Regions from separate parts of the Oryctolagus cuniculus genome. Here region 1 is linked to region 2. The links are chromatin contacts, called in public Hi-C maps. All regions are on one chromosome and are shown on one strand. Each heading gives the region's core, a stretch centred on a gene start, on an enhancer-like site or on the middle of the called end of the contact. The rest is flanking DNA. Distances are from core to core; before and after follow the strand shown. Region 1 has its middle 28 kb from the start of GMNN. Region 2 holds the start of C5H6orf62 (chromosome 5 C6orf62 homolog).

Region 1 (4,728 bases), core at 1,757-4,256, 35 kb after region 2:
ACATGATAAGGAAGTTGCCTCTGCTCTAATCTTCTCAAGAGTTACTTTGAAACAACTGATCCTTTTTTGTCCCTGGTTTCTGCTTTCCTCAGCCTTTTTCTGGCCTGATTCTTACTGCTCAGGCTGCCTGCCTTGCAAATTATGCCTTGCTCAAAGAAACTGTTAAATTTATTTTGTCCAAAATGTGTTCTTTTCCCGTGGTTGTCCACCTCTGCTGGACCCTTGGTCCTGGAGTGCCTTCCTTTCTTTCTCTGGCTCTCTTGCAGCTCTCTCTTTTTTTTTTTTTTTTTTAAGATTTATTTATTTTACTTGAAAATCATAGTTACACAGAGAGAGGAGAAGCGGAGAGAGAGAGAGGTCTTCCATCCTTTGGTTCACTCCCAGATGGCCGCAACAGCCGGAGCTATACCAATCCAAAACCAAGAGCTTCTTCCTGGTCTCCCACATAGGTGTGAAGTAGGCAGGCATACAGGTTAAAATCGATTAGGTTTGTGAGCTGGAAGACCACACCTTCACCACGCCCCTGTGTGACCTCATCCCCCTACCTGGCCACACCTGAGTGCCCACCAGCCAATCAGGTTAATTAACCACTCCCTTTTGGAAGTGGGTTAAAAGCTGGTGTGTCTGGCCCTTCTCTTTTTCCCTGGCCTCTTGCCAGGAGGGGGCTTGCTGTAGCCTCGTGCCTCAAGGGCACGTGGCCTTCGGGCCACCCACCCTAGGCTTCCTGGCCTAGATGCTCCTCCACGGGGCTGGTTCCTGGTGCTCGGTATGAACCCAGATTTACCTCTCTCTTAATAAAGCTCTCACTCTCCTATGCATTTTTCTCACTAAATAAAACCCTAAGATGTGCCATGCTGCCTCGTTTATCTGTGCCGGTATTTAGAATTCTTCTCTAAATATTAGGCAAGAACTCTCTTGGGCTTACTAATATTGGGGATTTATTAGTAAGCATATGGTGATATTGTATGGCACCCCAAATTCCAGTAGCATATGCAGCACCCCAGATAGCACTTCTGGGGAACCTTAAAGGGCCACATTTTTGTATAAATTTTAGGGGGTCATCTCCAATTTCAGGTGCAGGGGCCCAAGGACTTGGGCCATCTTCTACTGCTATGCTCTGGGATAGCAGAGAGCTGGATTGGAAGTGGAGCAGCCGGGTCTGGAACTGGCACCCATAGGGGATGCCGGCACTGCAGGCAGCGGCTTTATCCACTGCGCCACAGCACTGCCCCCTCTCCTGCAGCTCTTTCAAACCACGTCTGCTGGGCTTAAGGGACCTCCACTGGGCAGAACCATAGACCACACCAAGGAGAGGAGCCCAATCATGAGGCTTAGCAAGTGAATCATTTGTGGTTTGCAGGGTTTTCCAGAAGCCACCGCTGCTGCCCCAGCCAGGAGCTAAGGCCCCCAGCCTGCGGGGAGGCGCACTCCTAGGGAGAGGTTTCCACAGGAACTCTGCCCAGTGGAGCTCCCTCAAATCAGAGGACACTCTCTTTTAATGAGTGCAGAGGCTTAGGTGAACTTGATGTGGACATGGGTGTGTTCATTTTACTCCAGGCTCTTGTCTTACACAAAGGTAAGATAACTAAGTGCAGACATGTATAAGGTGCACAAAGTGCTAAAATGTATTCAATAGCAGACAAGGGAACACACACACATGCACGAGTGTGGGTTGCCCCGCATAAAGAAGTACCCCTTATGAGCAGAGGATTGCCTGAAGGGAGGAGGAGTGGGGGAGGAAAGAGAGAGAGGGAGAGGGGGAGAGGGGGAGAGGGGGAGGGGGAGAGTCTCTGTGCAGCACCTCCAGCCTTAGTCCGTGGTGAAAGAGAGCGAGAGATAGCTTCCTTCCAATGTCGGCCTCTTTTGTGAGGTAGGGGTTGGCGCCTCTACACGCTTGAAGCCACCTGGGAATTTTGTGGTCCCTGCATAAACTCCATGTGGAACTTAATCTCCATATTCTCATGGCGCTCCCTCCCTCAGGTCCCGGATGTAGCAGGTAGATCCGGGGAAAGGGGGCGTTTTGATGGACGTGTAGGACTGCGTATCATTGGGGTGCTTGCAGAGACGTTGAGCTTCTACAGACCTAAACCCGCCTCCTGGTTACATGGCATCCAGCTCACAAGAGCAGAGCCCTGCAACACTTGGTTGTTTGGCCCATTCCCGGAGGCCTGTGGGTCATCTCACTCTAGAAGTTCTGGGAGCCACAGTGACTGGGCAGCCATTCTGGGGCCAGCGTATCTCGCCTGTGTAATTCCACGTGGGTCTCTGTCCTGCTCTCTGCAGGAGCCTTCGCTTCCCCAGTGCCGACTTCCCCTCATTCTTAGCAGATGACCTGGCTCCCTCGCCCCTCAGCTGCAAGCCCACCCTTACCCAGCTTGCCCTTGGCCTTTCTTCTGCCGCATGGAAGCCTGAGTGGAGAGGGGGCAACAGTCTACGCGGGGGAGACCCTGAGGGCTGAACTTTCAAAGCAAAACTGATCCACTGGCCTGCTATTTTTTCTATTCAAGAAAAAATTTATTCACTTTATTTGAAAGGGAGGGAGAGAGAAAGAGATGAACAGAAAGAGAGCTCGCATCTGCCGACTCATTTCCCAAACGCCTGCGACAGCCTGATATGGGCTAGGCCACAACCAGAAGGAGAAAGCACATTCAGGTCCCCCCCCCCCCCCCAGGTGGCAGGGACCCAAGCACCTGCTGCCTCCAAGGGTGGGCATTCTCAGGAAGCCGGAATCAGGAGCAGAGCCAGGTTTTGAACTAAAGTACTCTGAAATGGGACGCAGGCATCCCAAGCGGTTTCCTAACTGCCAGGTCAAGTGTCTGCCCCAGTTGGTCTATTTTTACCCATTATCAAAATTAAACGGCAGTCCAAACCCTCTGTGGCAAAGTAAAAACAGTGAGTTACAAAACACTCTTAACTGAAGAGTCATTCGCTGGTCAAGACTACGCAACCGCAGCAGTTACTGTTGAGTTTTGGCAATGCACATGTCAGCCTGGAACTGGAACATTTCTATTATTCCAGCCTGGATAAACACTGTAGAATGCTACACGGAAGGAAACTCAGAGTATGCTGGCACACAGCTGGCCCAGAAGAAAACTCAGAGTACGCTGGCACACAGCTGGCCCAATCACGCCCAGCCTCACATACAGTTGGTCTAGAGTAGAAGGTTGTTTTTTTTTTTTAAAATTATTTATTTATTTATTTGGAAGTCAGAGTCACAGAGAGGCAGAAGCAGAGAGAGAGAGAGAGATGGCTGCAAAGACCAGAACTGTGCCTATTCGAAGCCCAAGGATTTGGGCCACCTTCTACTACTTTCCCAGGCCATAGCAGAGAGACGGATCAGAAGTGGAGCAGCCAGGACTCGAACCGGTGCCCATATGGAATGCCGGCGCTACAGACTGGGGCTTTAACCCACTGTGCCACAGCACCGGCCCCTAGAGTAGAAGTTTCTAGTGGAATCTTCCAAGTTCATCCTTGGTGAAATTCCTGTGTCTACTCCTTGAGGTACCGTAGCTCTGCTTTTAAACACCAGGTGTTAACTAGACAAAGATAGCAGGGTGGTTGTAAGGGTGTTACCTCAACCCTATCATTGTATGTGTGACGTCCTGGAATTTTTACTTGCATTTAGACTGAAGAACAGTGAGATAGGGCAAGCGTTTGACTGAGTAGTTAGGACGCCCATATTCCTCGTGGGAGTGCCTGGATTTGCATGCTGGCTCCACTTCAGATTCCAGCTTCCTGCTAATGCACATCCTGGGAGTTAGCAGATGATGACGCAAGTACTCGGGGAACCTAACATGCATGTGGGATACCCGGATTGACTTCCTGGCTTTGGTCCGACTCAGCTTGGGCTGTCACAGGCATTTGGAGACTAAACCAGTAGATGGAAGATATGTCTCTCTGTGTCTCTCTTTCAAATAAATGAAAAACTGTTTTAAAACCCCGTGAAACTGACAGGTGTGATATTTTATTTGGTAGGTACAAATTTTAGTTCATACTCAAGTATTTTACTGAATTTGAATAATTTTTTTTTATTCTTTATTTGAAACACAGAGTGACAGAGACAGGTGGAGAGCTGTAGAGACAGATCTCCTATCCAATGGTTCACTTCCTAAATGGCCTCAACAGCCAGGGTTGGGAAAGGCCAAAGCCAGGAGCCAGGAATTCCATCCTGGTCTCCAACATGTCCAACTTGGTGACAAGCATCCAGGCACTTGGGCTGTAGCGGGCAGGACCTGAGCCAGCACTCCAATGTGGGATGCCGGCATCACAAGTGGCAGCTTAGCTCTCTGTGCCACAGCGCTAGCCCCTGAATAAATTTTCTGACATCAACATTCCTTCTTTGTTCGTTGTTAAGTGCTTAACATTGAAGAATTCCTTAACAGGGCCCAGCATTGCTGTGCAGTGAGTTAAGGTGCCGGCGTCCTATATGAGCATTGGTTCAAGATCCAGCTGCTCCACTTCCAATCCAGCTTCCTGCTAATGTGCCTGGTAAGGCAATGGAAGATGGCCCAAGTGCTTGGGCCACTGCCACCCACACGGGAGACCCAGACAGAGTTCCAGGTTCTTGAATTTGGCCTGGCCCAGCCCCCGTCATTGCAGCCACTGGGGAGTGAACCAGTGGATAGAAGATTCTCCCTGTCTCTTCCTCTCTCTGCAACTCAGACTTTCAAATAAATACATTTTTAATGACTCAAGAGCATGTCTGCCTCAGTGGTGTGACTTATTTTC
Region 2 (5,031 bases), core at 2,474-4,973:
CAACCACCTGCAGTGCCAGCATCCCATATGGACACCAGTTCAAGTCCCAGCTATTCCACTTCCAATCCAGCTCTCTGCTATGGCCTGGGAAAGCAGTGGAAGATGGCCCACATGTTTGGACCTCTGCACCTGCGTGGGAGACCCTAAGGAAGCTCAAGGCTCCTGGTTTCAGATCGGCACAGCTCTGGCTGTTGTGGCCAATTGGGGAGTGAACCAGTGGATGGAAGACCTCGATAGCTCTCTCTGCCTCTCTATGTAGCTCTTTCAAATTAAATAAATCAATCTTGAGGGAAAAAAAAAAAGACAGAACTTACCCTTCTCATAGACTGGTATCGAGGAGCATGGAGCTGTACCACATCCTTCTGTAAAAGCTCAATGGAACTTTCCAAGGTATAGCTGGAATCTCGCACACCTTTCAGGATATTTTCTTCATAATTATTTGTCATGACTGGTATAACTTCAGACACTTCAAAAAGTGCTGATTTTTTCTTCTAAAAAATAAAAAAAAAAAAAGGTTATTAACCCACCGAGAGCACACTGTTGTTTAACACCCAGTCCATACTAACAAGGTCAAGTACTTTAACTCAGCAAAATTCTTAGAAATATCTAAATTTTACACCAAAAATACTTAAGACAGTTCTCTCTCCCCCCACACTACCCACAACTTTATACAAACAGGCTATTACCAGAATGCTTAATTTCAGTTTTATACTATTATGGTATTTATACCAAGTACTTATTTTAGACAACACTTCTTAATATATAAGAAATACTGCTAAGACTTAAAAAGAAAAGTTTAAAAAATTGAGTGATGAAGCCTTGGATGATTTAACTGGTTCTGCATACAGCTACATTAAAATCTTGCCAGCTTAAACAAAATGCTGCTCAAATCAACTGTCTTATCCTGTAAGTGGGCCAGTTTACATTATCTTCTGGATCTCCTGAGTGTAACCACACGTTATCAATTTAAGAAAAGGAGGGGAAAATGTACACCAAATTGTTTTAAAATTACTCGAGACATTCTCACCTATAAAATTCTGTACAATGGAGGACAGATTGTGAAGTATTTAGGGTAACTGCCCAGGTACTATTCACTCATAGAAAACGATTTTCACAGGCATTACAGATTAGTACTATTGGGGTATTTTTTTTAATAGATTAAATGTAAAGATCTAGCCTCACCACTTACATCTCGGATTTTAAGAGCTATTCTTTGTTAATATCTCCAACTAAAATCTGATCTCAATTTTGCAGACAACTAGCTTTAAAAAAAGAAAAAAATGGGTAAGAAAATCCTTGCTGCTACCCACTGGGACAACCTATCCAGAACACTTCACTTTAAAATCATCTTAAAAGCCAAACTCTAACAAGCAAGAGTGTTCTTAAATAGAAATAACATTTAAAAATTACAAATAAGTAACAATCCAGAAGCCTTCCCAAAAGTACTAAATACATACCACTACAACTAGGTCATAATTTAAGCATAAAATCAAAGTGGCAATTCCTTATATTCATAGTCTAACCCCATGTCAGAGAGTCTTGTTGACAATTTAAGCAGTCCCTTTTAATCACGCACAAAAAAATATATTACTTTTATCACGTTCTCCTTGACTACTCATGTCATCATCTGCTATTTAACTGTGAAACTAACTCTGACCAAAATATTACTTCCTCTCTGGGTCAATTTGAATTTTCAAAAATGCAAACTTCTAAACACAAAATTAACCATGTCAGCATTTAACTGCTCCTAAAAATTAAAGTGTAGTCTATTTCATTAAATATATGATAAAAGGCACCTGATTCATGAAGTTAAATAGACTGACCTAAACATACATTTTGATTCCAATTTAATACTCCATCCTCTTTATACTTTTTATTAGATAATTTCTACATTCAGTTATAAAACTTCATATGTAACTCCAAATTACTGTAGTTTTACAAAGTTTCCCACCCCAGGTTAATTGCAAGTGGATCCTCCTGACCTCTGGAAACAAATCTTCCCAAACCAGTACTTAAGGACCTTCAATACAGTCACATTCAACTACTGTGCTCACGTCAAAAAATTATCCGTAAAGGTATAAAAGCATACAAAGCAAACTTTTATCAACCACTCTTTAACCTAATATCAGTAATTACTTAAGAGTAACAACTTAATATACACTTACAAAACCACTTGTGCTAATTCACATTAAGAACTTTAAATTACCTTCTCCTTGAATACAAAGGCAATATACATCTTGAAGTCAAACTGGTCAGCTAGAGATTCTTTTTTCTTTCTAAGCTGAGCACGTAGTCTGTTCAGAGCTTGTTTCTTCCGGGAGTTTGGGTCCCCCATTTTGAAATACAGGTGGTACTAAAGCCTTTGGAAATTGTCACTAAACTATGGGCACTTTTTCTTAAGACTCAAGTACAACAGAAACAAGTCATTTTTTTTTCCTGCTAATATAATAGCTAAAATCACAACTGTATCCCCAAAACTGCACCTTCTGGCAATATTAGCAGACTGTCATATTACAGGGTCAAGAAACAAAAGCCGCTGTCCAGTCATGTCTGGACAGTAACGTTTGGAATCAGGTGGGGAAAAGGAAGAGGAGGAAGGAAAGAAAAGGAGAAAATACTTGAACTAACTTCCTGGAAAACACATTTGGCTCAAATGCCAAAATAAAGGCTTTGGGGGGGAATGAAAAGCCTAGTATCAGGATTTAGGTGTGTGATAAAACCACACCAGTCCAATCCTCAAAATCCATCCGTATCCCCCCCTTTAAGAAAAGGGACTAAAGAAAAGGAACGGGGGGGGGGGGGGAATGTGATCCTTGCCTTCCAAACACAAAACGAAAACAAAAACAAAACACCAAAAAAAAAAAAAACAGGGTAGGGAATGAAACTGAAATATCCAATTGGATTTTACCCAGCCAGATCCATGGCTGTAGTACCTAATTAATTCTTAGTTATTTCAGATTTCACTATTGCTATGTATTGTCAGTGCTTGTTATTGATTACACTTGGTGGTGAGCAAAGAGAGAAGTGCAAAATCAGAGAAGGAAGGGCCGAGGTCCAGGGTTTCCCCGCAATCGACTACAGTGTATACCGGGGGCGGACAGCTGTTGCCCGAGGGAGCCATGAGAAGAAACAGCGGAGTCACGACCCACTTCCCCAACACCCACGTCTCCACCCTCAGGCGGCTGCTAGCGCTGCTGCCAAGGAGAATCATGATGGCAGAGGGAGAGGGGGGTACGTGATACGGGGTGAAGTTATTCCGGCGGTGGGCAGACCTAATTCACGCCCGGGATCCTGACGCCCCCAGCCCTGCGGTGAGCCCTACATTCCCCAGGGGAGCCTTCCCTGCGAGTGCGTCCCCGTGCGAGGTGGTGGGATGTGCGGTCTTATCTTGGCGTGAGCATTGCCGGGGCCAAGGTGGCGGGTTCGTCGCCCCAGCCCCAGGCGGCGCCCGGGGACCACCTGCTCCCACCGCCCAGGCCCCACCCCCGCCCCCGCCCTCAGCGGCAGCGACTCACTCGCACCACGGGAGACACAGGATCCCTCGGGTTCGCACTCATTTCATCGTGGAAACAACTCCCGCCCGGGTAGGAGGCGGGAGAGGGTAAATGGGGAGGACCAGTGGGAAGAAAAGAAAATAATCGTGTTAATAGCAATTACTTCTTAAAAGTAAGCCCGCCCGCCCTCCCACCCACCCCCAACAAAAAAAAAAAAAAAAAAAACTAAGTTCCCGGACTCCGGAGGAGCGCTCACGTCGAGCAGACCATGTTTCCCGAGTCTGCACGGCCGGGGGCGCTGGTCTGTCTCCCGAGGGCGGCGGGCCGGGCTCTCTCGGGCCTCTAGCCGCAGCCCGCGGGCGGAGCGGCGGCGGCGGCGGAGGCGGCGACGGCGGCGGCGCTGCTGGCGGCTCGGGCGGGAGCCATGTCAAGAGAACACCACCAGCCGACTGCGCCCCTCCATGCCCGCTGCAGAGCGCGCTAAGGCCTGGCCGCCCGCGCTGCTGCCGCCGCGTAGCCCCCGCCTGGGACCCATAGTCTGGCTCGGCGCCGGCAGCGGCGGAGGAGGAGGAGGAGGAGGAGGGAGGGACGGAGGCGACGGGACAGAGAAGGAGAACGAGGAGGAAAAGAGGGGGAGGTCGGCGCTGGCGGGGAGGGAGCGGCCCTGCGCTAAGCGGCCTGTCAGCCGAGGACGCCCCGGAATAAAGTTATTTCAGTTCAGGCATCTGCTCGCGAGTCTCTCCTCCCCCCAACAGGCGGGCTTCCGCTCTCTGGAAAGGAGGCCGAGGAGACCGGATGGGGGAAAGGCCGCAGAAAAGGCGAGCGTCCGCAGTGGCACAGCCTCGTGCCCCCACCGGCGGCTGCGGAAGCGGCGGCGGACTCGGGCGGCTCCCGGGTCCGGGGCAGAGTCGCGTTTGAGCGAAGCAGCGAGAACAAACAACTTAAAATGGCAGCGAGCGACGCTGCGTCACCCGCCCCTCACCGGCACCGCCCCGAGCCTTCTGCGGCTGCGCCTACCCCGGGACTGCACCATGTGTGCAGGAGTGTGGGGGGGAAGCGAGCCTGGAGGCGGAAAGCTCTGCAGGGCCACCAAGAAAAGAGGAAATCATATCAGAAGGAGAAGATATTATAAACACTTTTAAATTGTGAACTTTTGAATTTTTCCTTTCTACTTAGTATTCCAACCTCGAAAGTGAGTTTGACAATAGAGAATCCCCTTTTCTCCATCATGGACTTTCTGTGGGCGGGGAAAGGGGCTCCTTGCCTCTCTCTCCGCCCCCCTCCGTCAGGAGGTCCCCGTCTCCAGAAGGGGGGGGGGGCGCCTCTCCCACTGACGTCATAAAGACACGCCCCGCACCCGCCCTGGCAAAGCACCCGGATGCAGTCTCACCTCGTCCCGGATCTTCTCCATGTGGGCTCGGGCGGGGCGTGGAACGGAGCTAACGCCGCGCAGTGGCGGGGGGGATGGGCAGGGCCAGGGCGGGGCGAGGCGGGGAAAAGGAAAGTGTGTGGAGAAAGTTCCCTTTTCACTTGGTTG

Evidence for each region. Hi-C and Micro-C count contacts between places; a contact is called where the count stands out from the background.
Region 1: a contact with region 2 is called in a Hi-C map of psoas muscle, with 3 times the contacts expected there. The contact joins the enhancer-like site here to the promoter of C5H6orf62 in region 2. A contact is called at or near these places in 2 of 6 Hi-C or Micro-C datasets (psoas muscle and an unstated tissue).

The regions. Positions count from the first base shown.
Region 1 is chr5:152,106,140-152,110,867 of mOryCun1.1, forward strand. No RefSeq gene overlaps it. Among named protein-coding and RNA genes, the nearest start is that of GMNN, 28 kb to the right of the region's middle. Within about 2 kb of position 3,007, at least 1 of the 8 cell types and tissues checked has an H3K27ac peak or open chromatin away from gene starts, as enhancers often do.
Region 2 is chr5:152,070,715-152,075,745 of mOryCun1.1, forward strand. It overlaps C5H6orf62 (chromosome 5 C6orf62 homolog), which reads right to left and starts at 3,724. Exons shown (of 5, transcript XM_051855012.2): 1 at 3,516-3,724; 2 at 315-491. The coding sequence starts at 3,557. LOC138849707 (a long non-coding RNA gene) reads left to right here and starts at 5,027. Exons shown (of 3, transcript XR_011388783.1): 1 at 5,027-5,031.